3 separate regions of the Mus musculus genome follow, and regions 1 and 2 are each linked to region 3. Evidence: chromatin contacts called from public Hi-C data. All regions are on one chromosome and are shown on one strand. The core of a region is the stretch at or near the end of the contact, and the rest is flanking DNA. Distances in the headings are between cores, read along the strand shown. Region 1 has its middle 21 kb from the start of Abl2. Region 2 has its middle 31 kb from the start of Gm39682. Region 3 holds the start of Soat1 (sterol O-acyltransferase 1).

The links. Hi-C and Micro-C count contacts between places; a contact is called where the count stands out from the background.
Region 1: a contact with region 3 is called in a Hi-C map of conventional type 1 dendritic cells, with 1.6 times the contacts expected there. The contact joins the enhancer-like site here to the promoter of Soat1 in region 3. A contact is called at or near these places in 7 of 39 promoter capture datasets (the 3T3-L1 cell line, 3T3-L1-derived adipocytes, the HPC-7 cell line and 3 more), 17 of 484 Hi-C or Micro-C datasets (CD4 T cells, the G1E-ER4 cell line, Th1 cells and 10 more), 9 of 115 datasets of contacts at active chromatin or transcription factors (the HPC-7 cell line, bone marrow-derived dendritic cells, bone marrow-derived macrophages and 6 more) and 3 of 9 other capture datasets (adipose tissue, liver and pancreatic islet).
Region 2: a Hi-C map of embryonic fibroblasts shows a contact between it and region 3, with 2.1 times the contacts expected there. The contact joins the enhancer-like site here to the promoter of Soat1 in region 3. A contact is called at or near these places in 4 of 39 promoter capture datasets (3T3-L1-derived adipocytes, the HPC-7 cell line, macrophages and 1 more), 6 of 484 Hi-C or Micro-C datasets (CD4 T cells, CD8 T cells, the HPC-7 cell line and 3 more), 4 of 115 datasets of contacts at active chromatin or transcription factors (embryonic hindbrain, embryonic stem cells, extraembryonic endoderm stem cells and 1 more) and 3 of 9 other capture datasets (adipose tissue, liver and pancreatic islet).

The regions. Positions count from the first base shown.
Region 1 is chr1:156,535,845-156,539,385 of GRCm38.p6, forward strand. No RefSeq gene overlaps it. Among named protein-coding and RNA genes, the nearest start is that of Abl2, 21 kb to the right of the region's middle. Within about 2 kb of position 1,372, at least 17 of the 459 cell types and tissues checked have an H3K27ac peak or open chromatin away from gene starts, as enhancers often do. A contact at or near this core is called in bone marrow-derived dendritic cells, conventional type 1 dendritic cells and regulatory T cells, where this site is marked.
Region 2 is chr1:156,506,243-156,509,794 of GRCm38.p6, forward strand. No RefSeq gene overlaps it. Among named protein-coding and RNA genes, the nearest start is that of Gm39682, 31 kb to the left of the region's middle. Within about 2 kb of position 1,714, at least 31 of the 459 cell types and tissues checked have an H3K27ac peak or open chromatin away from gene starts, as enhancers often do. A contact at or near this core is called in embryonic fibroblasts and pancreatic cancer cells, where this site is marked.
Region 3 is chr1:156,472,287-156,476,191 of GRCm38.p6, forward strand. Soat1 (sterol O-acyltransferase 1) reads right to left here and starts at 2,042. Exons shown (of 16, transcript NM_009230.3): 1 at 1,862-2,042.

The sequences.
Region 1 (3,541 bases), core at 122-2,621, 63 kb after region 3:
CTGGAACTCACTCTGTAGACCAGGCTGGCCTCAAACTCAGAAATCTGCCTGCCTCTGCCTCTCAAGTGCTGGAATTAAAGGCGTATGCCACCACTGCCCGGCTTATACGTGTATTAATATACGAAATTGTCGAGTATTTTAAAAGTAATTTTTTAAATCTAAAAAGAAAAGAATAGTAACAAGGAAGAAGTGGGGGGGTGCAGAAGAGAAGAGTGAGGAGAAAGCATGACTATTTAAACCTCTACACAGAGCAGGCAAGTCAACTCAGCGGTTGAAGGTGCCTGCAGCCATGCTCATGGCCAGAATTCAATCTGCAGGACCCAGGACTGGAAGAAGAGAACTAATTTCTGGAAATTGTTCTCTGACCTCCACAAGTGCCGTACATAGCACGTCTACACAAATACTCACAAAAATAAATAAAATAAAACAGCAACATCAGAGCTGGGGTAGGACTTAGCGGTAGAACCCTTGCCTTGCTTGTAAAGGCCCTCAGTTTTATTCCAGGTACCACAAAAATAAGTAAAAATAAAAACAAAACAAAAAACCCAAAAGCTACATTAAGAGCTTGCTGGCGCTTGCAAGATCACACAGAAGAGTGTGACAAACACTTGCACTATAGCAGTTCTCATAAAAACAGATTTCCTTGACCAGTGGCAGCGCAGGCCTTTAATCCCAGTACTCAGGAGGCAGAGGCAGACGCTTTCTGAGTTCGAGGCCAGACTGGTCTACAGAGTGAGTTCTAGGACAGCCAGGGCTACACAGAGAAATCCTGTCTTGAAAAACCAAAACCAAACCAAAATAAAACAAAACAAAAAAATCTCCAAACCAAACCAAACAAACAAAAATCCCATGGTGCTGCTATTTATTGACTGAGTATTTTGGCTGCCTTGAGTTTCCTGTCTGAGAACTGGGATAATAATAGCACATGGGTTTATTATTAGGTTTTAAAAAGACGTGTATAAATGCTTAGTATCTGAAGCACAGTGACCAGCACCCAGTAAGTAACTATTATTATTTTAAAGGGTACAGATGTGAGGGGAAATGCTATCGCCCAAACCTATTCCTCAAATCCCATTCATCAGAGCTTCTCTTTAGCAACCTCCATCCTGTCTGGATGTCTTTTCACCCCTTGCACCACTAGTGAACACCCTGTCTTAGTTAGGGTTTTATTGATGTGAAGAGACACCATGACCATGGCAACCCTTACAAAGAAAACCGCTTAACTGGGGCTGGCTTATAGATTAGTCCATTATTGTCAAGGCAGGAAGCATGGCCACATACAAACAGACATGGAGCTGGAGGAGGAGCTGAGAGTTCTACATCTGGCTCTGCAGGCAGTAAGAAAGAAGACTGAGACACTCGGCTTTGCTTGAGCTTCTGAAACCTCAAAGCCTACCTACTTCCTCCAGCCACCCCACAGCTACTCCAACATGGCCACACCTCTTAATAGTGCCAGTCCTATGAACCTCTAGGCCACCTTCATTCAAACTTCCACACAGCCCATATAAATTCCTTTTTTAAAAAGTATTTATCCCTGTGGCATACATGTATACACAGTACTCTGGTCATTTTCATCCCTCCATTACCCCTATTCCTCTCCCCTTTCTTGTGGCTTTCTATCTAGTCCTATCCCATGCTACTCTCTCTTATCTAAGTACAATCCAAGTCTCTACTCTCTACTTATCTAAGTACAATAAAGGAAAAATGATGTCAAATAATAAAAGATATTTATTTTTTTAGATAAGCCTTGAACTCATAGAGATCCCCCTGCTTCTGCCTGCCATTCACTGGGCTCAAAGGTGTGCACCACACACCCAGCAATGCAAAGATTCTTTTAAGAGGGCCCATAAGGCTGTGCGTGACAGCACAGTGCCTGTGGTCACAGAACTTGGGAAGCAGACTATGCTGGTTCCTTTTTGTCAGCTCGACACAAACCTAGCTATATCTGAGAAGACGGAATCGTGAATGAGAAAAACGCTCCATAAAATGGACCTAAGGCAAGCCCTGGGAGCCATTCATGGATTAATGATTGTTGTGGGTGGACTGAGGGCACCTCGGGCCACCAGTGCCAACCCTGGACAGATGGTTCTGCCTTGTATGAGAATGCAGGCTGAACAAACCTGGAGCAAGAAGTAAGCAATGTCCCCCTGCCCCCCTAGCTTCTGCTATGTCAGTTCCTACTTCCATGTTCCTGCTTTGAGTCCCCTCCCTGAGTTCCCTGTGTGCTCTGGTAGTTGTGAGAGGAGATAAACCTTTTTCTCCCCAAGCAGCTTTTGGTCACAGTATTGTATCACGGCGATAGGCACCCCATCTAAGACACAGAGAAAGGGGGACAGTGAATCTGAGAACAACCCGAGCCACAAAGCAAGACTTTGTCTCAAAAATAGAAAACAAACAAGCAAACCCAAAAACAAAATGAGGGCTTGGCAAGATAGCTCAGTGGGTAGAGGTGCTTGCTACCAGTCCTGGCAACGTGAGTTTGATCCCTGAAACATGATGGAGAGAGAGAGAAATGGCTTCTGCAAGCTATCTTCTCATCTTTGCTCAGACATTGTGGTACATGCCCGTGCACGCATACCTCTCCAAATAGAAACTAAATGTAAACTGTTCTTAAAAGCACTGACTCCCCAGTTTTCAGCCTTGTTTGTATATGTTAAATACCTAGAGGGTCATTTAAGATGTATTTACTTATTTAATGTCTGAGTGCTCTATCTGCATATACACCTACATGCCAGAAGAGGGCATCAGATCACATATTATACAGATGGTTATGAGCCACCATGCGGTTACTGGGATTTGAACTCAAGACCTCTGGAAGAGCAGCCAGTGCTCTTAACTGCTGAGCTATCTCTCCAGTCCCAGACATTTTCTCCTCCTCCTCCTCCTCCTCCTCCTCCTCCTCCTCCTCCTCCTCCTCCTCCTCCTCCTCCTCCTCCTCCTCCTCCTCCTCCTCCTCCTCCTCTTCCTCCTCCTTCTTTTTAATAGATTAAGTGGAGGGCCATTTAAACTCAGCAAGATTATGTTCAGTTAAGACATTATAGATTCTTTAACCTATGTTGATGATAGAAGGTCTTTTTGAGGTTGGCTTTTGAGTTTGGGGCTTTAGTCTCTTCCAAAATAAGCTTTTTGTTCTTTGAGACAGGGTCTTAGTATGCAGTCCTGGGTGGCCTGGACTTTACTATATAGACCAGGCTGGTCTCAGACTTACAGAGATCTGCCTTTCTCTTCTCCCCAACATTGGGATTAAAGGCCTATGACACCCTGCCAGGCTAGGTAGAACTAAGCAATTTTTCCCTTGGCTAGTTTGGAGTTCGCTTTTGAGGCTCCATCGAATGCCCAATGGAACCATACAAATGATTACCCCCGCTGTAACCCCAAAGGTCTTTCAGATGTCCTGTGAACATTCATCTGCGTATTCAGCATGGGCTTACAGTCAAAAATGTTAGTAAAGGACCTTTACAACTTGAAAGATCATGACAGAGACACTTTAAGTCTGAGTCTTGTTTGTTTTGTTTTTTTGAGACAGGGTTTCCTTGTGTTG
Region 2 (3,552 bases), core at 464-2,963, 34 kb after region 3:
TCCCCAGCACCAAAACCAAAATGAACAAAATCAGCCGATACACTACAAAAAAATTAACTGGCATGCTTATGAGGTTGCTTCTGGCCTTAATTCTTACATATACACAAGAAAAGAAACCTGACATTGAGTAGTTATTTCTTTCCATTGTTCTCCTCCATGTCTGCCTTACAAAACTAACAACTTTGTTTCTTTACTGTTTTCTGTGACATGATCTCACTGTGTAGCCTAAGCTAGCCTGACCTCCTGGTCCTCCACCACACAATTACTGGGATTATAGAGAATACTACTTTCTTATTTAAGGTTTCTATTGCTGTGAAGAGACCACAGCAGTTCTTACAGGAAGACATTTAATGAGGGCTGGCTTACAGTTCAGAGGTTTATTATTGTCACGGGGAAGGAAGCATGGTGGCATGCAGGCAGACATTGCATGATGCTGGAGGGTTCTACATCTGGATCCGAAGACAGCAGGAAGAAAGTGGGACACTGGCTTGTCTCAAGCACGGGAAACCTCATAGCCCACCCCCAGTGACACACTTCCTCCAACAAGGGCACACCTACTCCAACAAGACCTCACCTCTAATAATGTCACTTCTTATGAGTCTATGGGGGCCATTTTCATTCAAACCACCACAGCTATCCTGCCTGGCAGAATGGTAACTTTAAAATGGCTGAACTTCTTTTTTGTTTTGTTTTGTTTTGTTTGTTCATTTCTCTTTTACGATTCATTATTGTTTGAGATTGTTTGATTTTTAAGTTTTATTATTTAAGTATGTGTATGTATGTGTGTCTGTGCCCGAGGAGATCAGACAAGCACTGGCTCCCTGAAGCTAGAGTTCCAGGCATTTGTGAGTTGCCTGATGTGGGTGTTGGGAATCAAACCCGAGTCCTCTTACAGAGGAATACGTTCCTTAACCATCAAGCCATTCCTCCAGCCCTTGTTTGCCTTTGAGACTGGTTCTCTCATAGACCAAGCTGATCATAAATTCACTATTGCTGCTGAGAATCACCTTGTACCGCCGATCCTTCTTCCTCCACCTCCTAAGTATTGGAATTACAGATGTGTGCTGCCGGGCCTGTTTTATGTGGTGGTGGGGATCAAGGCAAGGTCTTCATGACTGCTGGGAAAGCACCCCCTAACTGAACTGTAGAACCAGCACCCTGATTTTACTCTTTATTCTGAGGCAGGACCTCACTAGCATACCCTGGGTGCACTCTTCCTTCAGAACAACTTTGAGCTTGGAATCCCTCAGCCAACCTCCCACAGCTGGATTGCAGCCTTGCGTGACATAGACCTGGCTTTCTCCTGTCTTTAGGTTTGGACTTGGGCTAGCCTCATCCTGTCGGTTCTCCTGCTTATCAGGCTGTTAGACTCAAAATATAATTATGTCATCAGCTCTTCCAGGCCTCCAGGGCTGTCACATGAAGACCAATGGTGATTGTGTTTGGGACTTAAATTTCTTCTCTCAGCAACTTATTGTGAGAGAGGTGAACCTGGTCTGGTTTAATTTAAGCTCAGTTTGATTCAAGCAGATTAAAGAGGACGAGGAAAACACAGACATCATGGATATTACCGGTGTTGTGTGACAAAACGTTTCCTGGGGAGAAATAACACATGGGTTTATTCACCCCAGATAGATATCCCACCACAAACCAAAGTATGCATACCATCTGACTTGGTGACCAATGAGTTTTATTAGGATTACTTACAGGAATATGAGTGAGGGATTACTCACAGGAGTGGAAATGACTCAAAGAAAACTGCATCATCAAGGCCCACCCCAGCATGGTGACAACTCACAAAATCTGAACTCTGCTGCTTTCTGCTTCTTTCAGTGGCTGGTCAAGTATCAGAGCCTTCTTTGAAGCTTGTCTTGTATGAGAGTCCTCTCTGAAGCTCAACTCCTTCTGAGAGAGGCTCTCAGCTTTGATTGCTTACTCTGGCAGGGAGGGACCAAGTGAATCTGTTAAGTTTCAGGGACTTCCTGAAGCCATTTTGAATTGTCTACCTTCCTGCTTAAAGAGGTCCCCTGTGGGATGGACTGTTTCAATCTTGGGAAAAGCTGTTACAGAACATTGGAATAGGTAACTCTCACTACTTCCACACCCCAAACACTGAAAGATAAGACAGAAAAGGCTTTCAGTAACAGAATCAATAAAATCTTTAAGTAATCCAAGTGATATTTCCATGTACCAATTATACTGAAGAAACTGTCCTCTCTAAAACATTAAGACTAAAAAGAGAAGGCAGTGACGAAGCAAAGAAGGGAGGTGATCCCCAGGCAATGAGGGTGCTTTTCTTAATCCCAGCACTGGAGAGGCAGAAGCAGGTGGATTTTTGAGTTCAAGGCCAACCTGGTCTGCAGAGTGAGTTCCAGGACAGCCAGGGTTCTATAGAGAGACTCTGTCTCTAAAAGAAAAGAAAAAGAAAAAAGAAAAGAATGGAGCTGTCTCAAGGGTGACATATAGACATAGTTGGCAAATTTGGCAAATAAGAATCCAATACACTCAGTATTTGATCTAACAACCCTGGCTTTAGAAAAGTTTGAGAATAGTTACTGGACCAGAAATGAAATAACTTCTACAAGTGCCTAATTTTTCAAGAGGATTGTCTTTTTTCTTTTTCCTTCCTTCCTTTCTTCCTTTCTTCCTTCCTTCCTTCCTTCCTTCCTTTCTTTCTTTCTTTCTTTCTTTCTTTTTTTTTTTTTTTTTTGTGTGTGTGTTTTTTGTGTTTTTTGAGACAGGATTTCTCTGTGTAGCCCTAGCTGTCCTGGAACTCACTCTGTAGACCAGGCTGGCCTTGAACTCAGAAATCTGCCTGCCTCTGCCTCCTGAGTGCTGGGATTAAAGGCGTATGCCACCAACGCCCGGCTTTTTCACTTTTTTTTCTTTCGATTTTTTTCTTTTTCTTTTTGAGATGATTGTCTAATGGGCATAAATCTGGGCTGGGATGTAGCCCAGGTGCAGAAGCTGGGCTCACCATGCTTACACCATAGATTTGATCTCCAGCTAAAAGAACAGGAGTGGGAGAGGAAGGGACTGCATGGGAAGCCATAAGCCTGACTGAGAAGGCTTTAGTCAGTCAGCTTAACCAAGTCAAGCCTCCACATTTGTACAGGTAGGAAGTGCTCCAGGAAAGTGTCCTGGTTTGCTCTCTGTTGCTGTGATAAAACACTCTAAGAGAAGTGTAGAGCGCCGGGTGTGGTGGCGCACGCCTTTAATCCCAGCACTCGGGAGATAGAGGCAGGCAGATTTCTGAGTTCAAGGCCAGCCTGGTCTACAGAGTGAGTTCCAGGACAGCCAGGGCGATAACAGAGAAACCCTGTCTCGAAAAACCAAAACAAAAACCAGAGAAGTGTAGGGGAAGAAAGGGTTTGTCTCATCTTACAGGATAGAACCCATTACTGAAAGAAGTTCATGAGCATGAACCATGGAAGAGGCTGGAGAGATGGCTCGGCAGTTAAGAGCCTTTCCTTCCAAAGGATCCGAGTCATGTCCCACACACCACCACATCAGGCAGCTCACAATCACCTGTAAGTCCAATCCCAAGTTGTC
Region 3 (3,905 bases), core at 792-3,291:
TAGAACAGCCTGGGCTCCATGAGATCCTGCCCACAGAAAGAAGGGAAGGACAGGGGGAAGGGAGGGAGGGAGAGAGGGGAGGAAATTAACAGTCCAAAGCATAATGTGTACATTTTTAGGGGGTGTTTTGGTTTGGTTTGGGGGGGGGGTGGGAGAGGCTTTTGTAGGTTTTTTGGTTGGTTGGTTGGTTGGTTGGTTTGGTTTTTCAAGACAAGGTTTCTTCTCTGTATAGCCTGGCTGTCCTTGAACTCACCTGGCAACCCTACAACTTTTTCAAGAAGCTAACAGAACAGGGTCAATTAACAAGACTAAAGAATATGAGTACTTGAGCAAATTTTATATACATCTGAGTTTACTTTACTTACAAATGACTAAATATAACTAGTTATCCAACACGGCGGGGGGGGGACGGACACAATTCTAAGAGTCCTGTCTGACAAATGAAACTTCCATAGGAAACAGGCACTCACTCCTATGTTAAGGCCTAAAGTTAATGTTTTTTCTCAAAGTTCCTTTTTTGACACCCCCCCCACACTCTTATTTAGTTCTATTCCTGCAAGATACTGAGAAGACACAGAAAAGATAGACTAACCTCGTGAAATTCACTATAAAACAAAGCATCTATTTACTACAGATGATTCCTGCTGGTAAGGAGACTTCAGAATGCTAACAGGCTCAGACTGACCAGTGGCTCCCACCGGGAAGTGATCTTTGATTTGAGGAATGCTTAGGGGGCGGCGGAAGAAGGGGAATAAGGCCCCCGGGGAAAATGGTCCAGGAGATAAGAAGCAGCTTTCCAGGCACAAGGAAGGAGAGCTAGAGCCTGAAGAACCCGCCCAGCCTTTAAGATAGCAGGAGCTCAGGCGCCTAGAGCTGGGTCTGAGTCCTGAAAGAACGTGAAACCCCTGACCAGTTCCAAGCACGTGACAAGCTAAGCCGTGTGCTTCTCCACGTTTCCTCTCCTTACTCTTCACAGCATCAGAGCTCTTCGCAAGCCCCACTCCTGTGCCGCCTGAGCTGGCTTTTCAAAAAACCAAGTCATTTATATTTCCCAGTTGAAAGCAAACAAAAGAAAAAGAAGTATTCAAGTTGGATTCTGCATTCTTGAAGAAGGCAAGAAGTTTGGGGGGGCGGGGGAGACACAGTGGCAACTACTTAAGTATTACAGTGACCAAGGAGTTTTATATAAAATGCAGAGACTGGAGCTTACAACAATGTCTCCTCCCAAAAAACCGCTGAATATATATATTGCTTAAGTTACGTGTCTATTAGCACTTAAGATCAAAGACAGACACTTAATCCCCCCCCACCCCCCCGCTACTTAAAAACAGAATATGAGCTTGAAACAGGTTTTTCCCTGGCCCATATAGAGTCTGGTGCCTGGTAGTGCCATCTTTCCCTTCATATATATATACATTTCCTCCGCCCACATCAAAAAAAAAAAAAAAAGAAAATAAGAAAAAAAAAGAAAGAAAGAAAGAAAGAAAGCTGATTTCCTGAGCGGTTTTTTTTTTTTTTTAATGTCGCTTTTCAAAGAGTGCAATGACTTCTAATTCTCAACTTTCTTCACTACTGACTGGCTTGAGAGACGCCACATGATTCGGAGGGGACATCAAACCATCACTAATAATGAAAAGGCTGCCAGTCATCGGATGCATTGGATGGCTGCGGGTAACTTTCCCGCTCTCCCCTCCAAACTCAGCGGGACCCTCCCCAGGCAGCAGACAGCGTCCGGGTGGGACAGTCCGGCCCAGGCCAGGCCCGCAGAGCCGGAGCGGCGCCGCCACCGCAGTCCCCTTCTTCTCGGGCTCAGGGTGGACCTGGTCAGGAAAGGAGGAGGGGAGCGGAAGCTTGAGGTTACCTGCGAGCGGAGGGCAGCTGCGGCGGTCTAGGCGGTAGGCTGGGCGGCCGCAGGACGGTCGGAGACTAGGATGTCCCTTCGCCGGCCCGCTACGCCGCCAGCCGGGCTACGGAGGAAGATAAAGCGCAGGCCCCCACCCCCGTTCTCCGCCCCAACCTCCCAGCCCGCGGCTGCGTCACGCGCATCGCCCCGAGCTCCGGGATGCCATTGGTGGTCCTGCGGCGTCCGGCAACGCCCACTGCCACGCCCCCTCCCATATCTAGGGTACCCACTGGGCTTCTCTAGCTACCTGGCTTTCTGGCTCCACCCCAACTCTCCTCCAGTGTGGCTACGAGGAGGCCAAGTCAACTTCCTTAGAGTTTGAAAAGGCAGCCTGCGAGATGGGACAAGGCGGAGTCTGATACTGACCGTTAAGGAATAAGACAGAAGCAGTGGCAAAAAAACCTGTCATAAGTTGCTTTGTGGTCTAAATTCTACTTGACTCAGTCTGTCCTTCAACAACACACAACTTAGATAAGACAGAAGTGAGTCACTTGAAATTATGGGACAATCAAGTAATTTAAAAAGCATCCTTGGGAACTAAATAATCAAAAAAAAAAAAAAAAGATACAGATAGATTTAGGACATAGGTAAAGAAAGCAGATTAGGCCTTGGATTTCTCAAAAGCAAAGATGTGAATGAATTTAGGGTAAAGGTGGGTAAAAGAGAAAATTAAACAGACTGGAGAGATACTGTCGGCCTGCAAAACAGTGTCAGCTAAACTGGCTTCGTTAATCTTTCAGTCAGTCCCTAATCTGTCCAGCTGACCATTCCTTTCCTAGTCAAATACCCTAAACAATGCCTGAGGCTTGCATGAATTGCCTGCTCTGGAGATCTTTCACAAAAGGAGTTCCCCTGTTAGCCCATAGCAGGCAACACTGCTCGCCTTAGAGCAGCTGGGCTCTGCACAGGTGTGCCCAGTTTTTGCCCTCTCTGGGACAACTGTGTTTAATGGTTCTGTCAACAGTTTGGTGATAGCATTTGGAAGCACTCAACTGCCTTTGCTTCCACCTCCTCCTATCCCACCAGTTAGAACATTTGGGACTAAAAATTCACTTCTATTGGGACTCTTGGTAGAGACACTTGCCTATTCACTGTTCCATTTAGTCAGTTAAAAATAAAAATACAGAGCTGGTATACAGCTCCTGAGCTTGGTGATGCACATATTTAATCCCAGCAGCTGGGAGGCAGAGGCAGGTGGATCTCTGTGATTTGGAAGCCAGCCTGGTCCACATAGTGAGTTCCAAGACAGCCAGGGCTTTGCAAAGAGACCCTGTAGGTAAATAGGTAGGTAGGTAGGTAGGTAGGTAGGTAGGTAGGGTAGATAGAAAGGAAGAAAGAAAGAAAGAAAGAAAGAAAGAAAGAAAGAAAGAAAGAAAGAAAGAAAGAAAGAAAGAAAGAAAGGAAGGAAGGAAGGAAGGAAGGAAGATAGAAAGAAGATGAAGTAGGAAGAACAGAAGTTCAATTTTGCAGGCCGACAGTGTCTCTCCAGTCCGTTTAGCTTTCTCTTTCACCCACCTTTACCCTAAATTCACTCATATCTTTGCTTTTGAGAAGTCCAAGGCCTAAACTGCTTTATCTATGTCCTAAATCAATCCAAATCATCTTTTGATTATTTAGTCCCAAGGACACTTTTTAAATGACTTGAATGTCCCGTTACTTCAAGGCACGAGTCAAGGCACAACCATGAATTAAAACAGAAGCAGCCACCGGGAGAAAAATAAGACAATTGCAAGTAGTGATAAGTGTTAGGAAAAAAATAGAGAGTGGTCAGGAAAAGATGCGAAAGAATGCCATGATTAATTTTAAAGGTTTCCCAGGTTGTCATAAAAGAACACAGAGAGTTGGATGACATGAATTGCATATGATTAACCACTTACGTTTTGTAAAGACAGAGGAAAGGCTGATTTTTCTGAGGTAGTCTGAACTAAGACCCAAATAAGGAAGAATTAGCAATCCCAGCCACAGGCAGGAAGAACAGTGAGTGGGATGAGCCTGGTCCTGA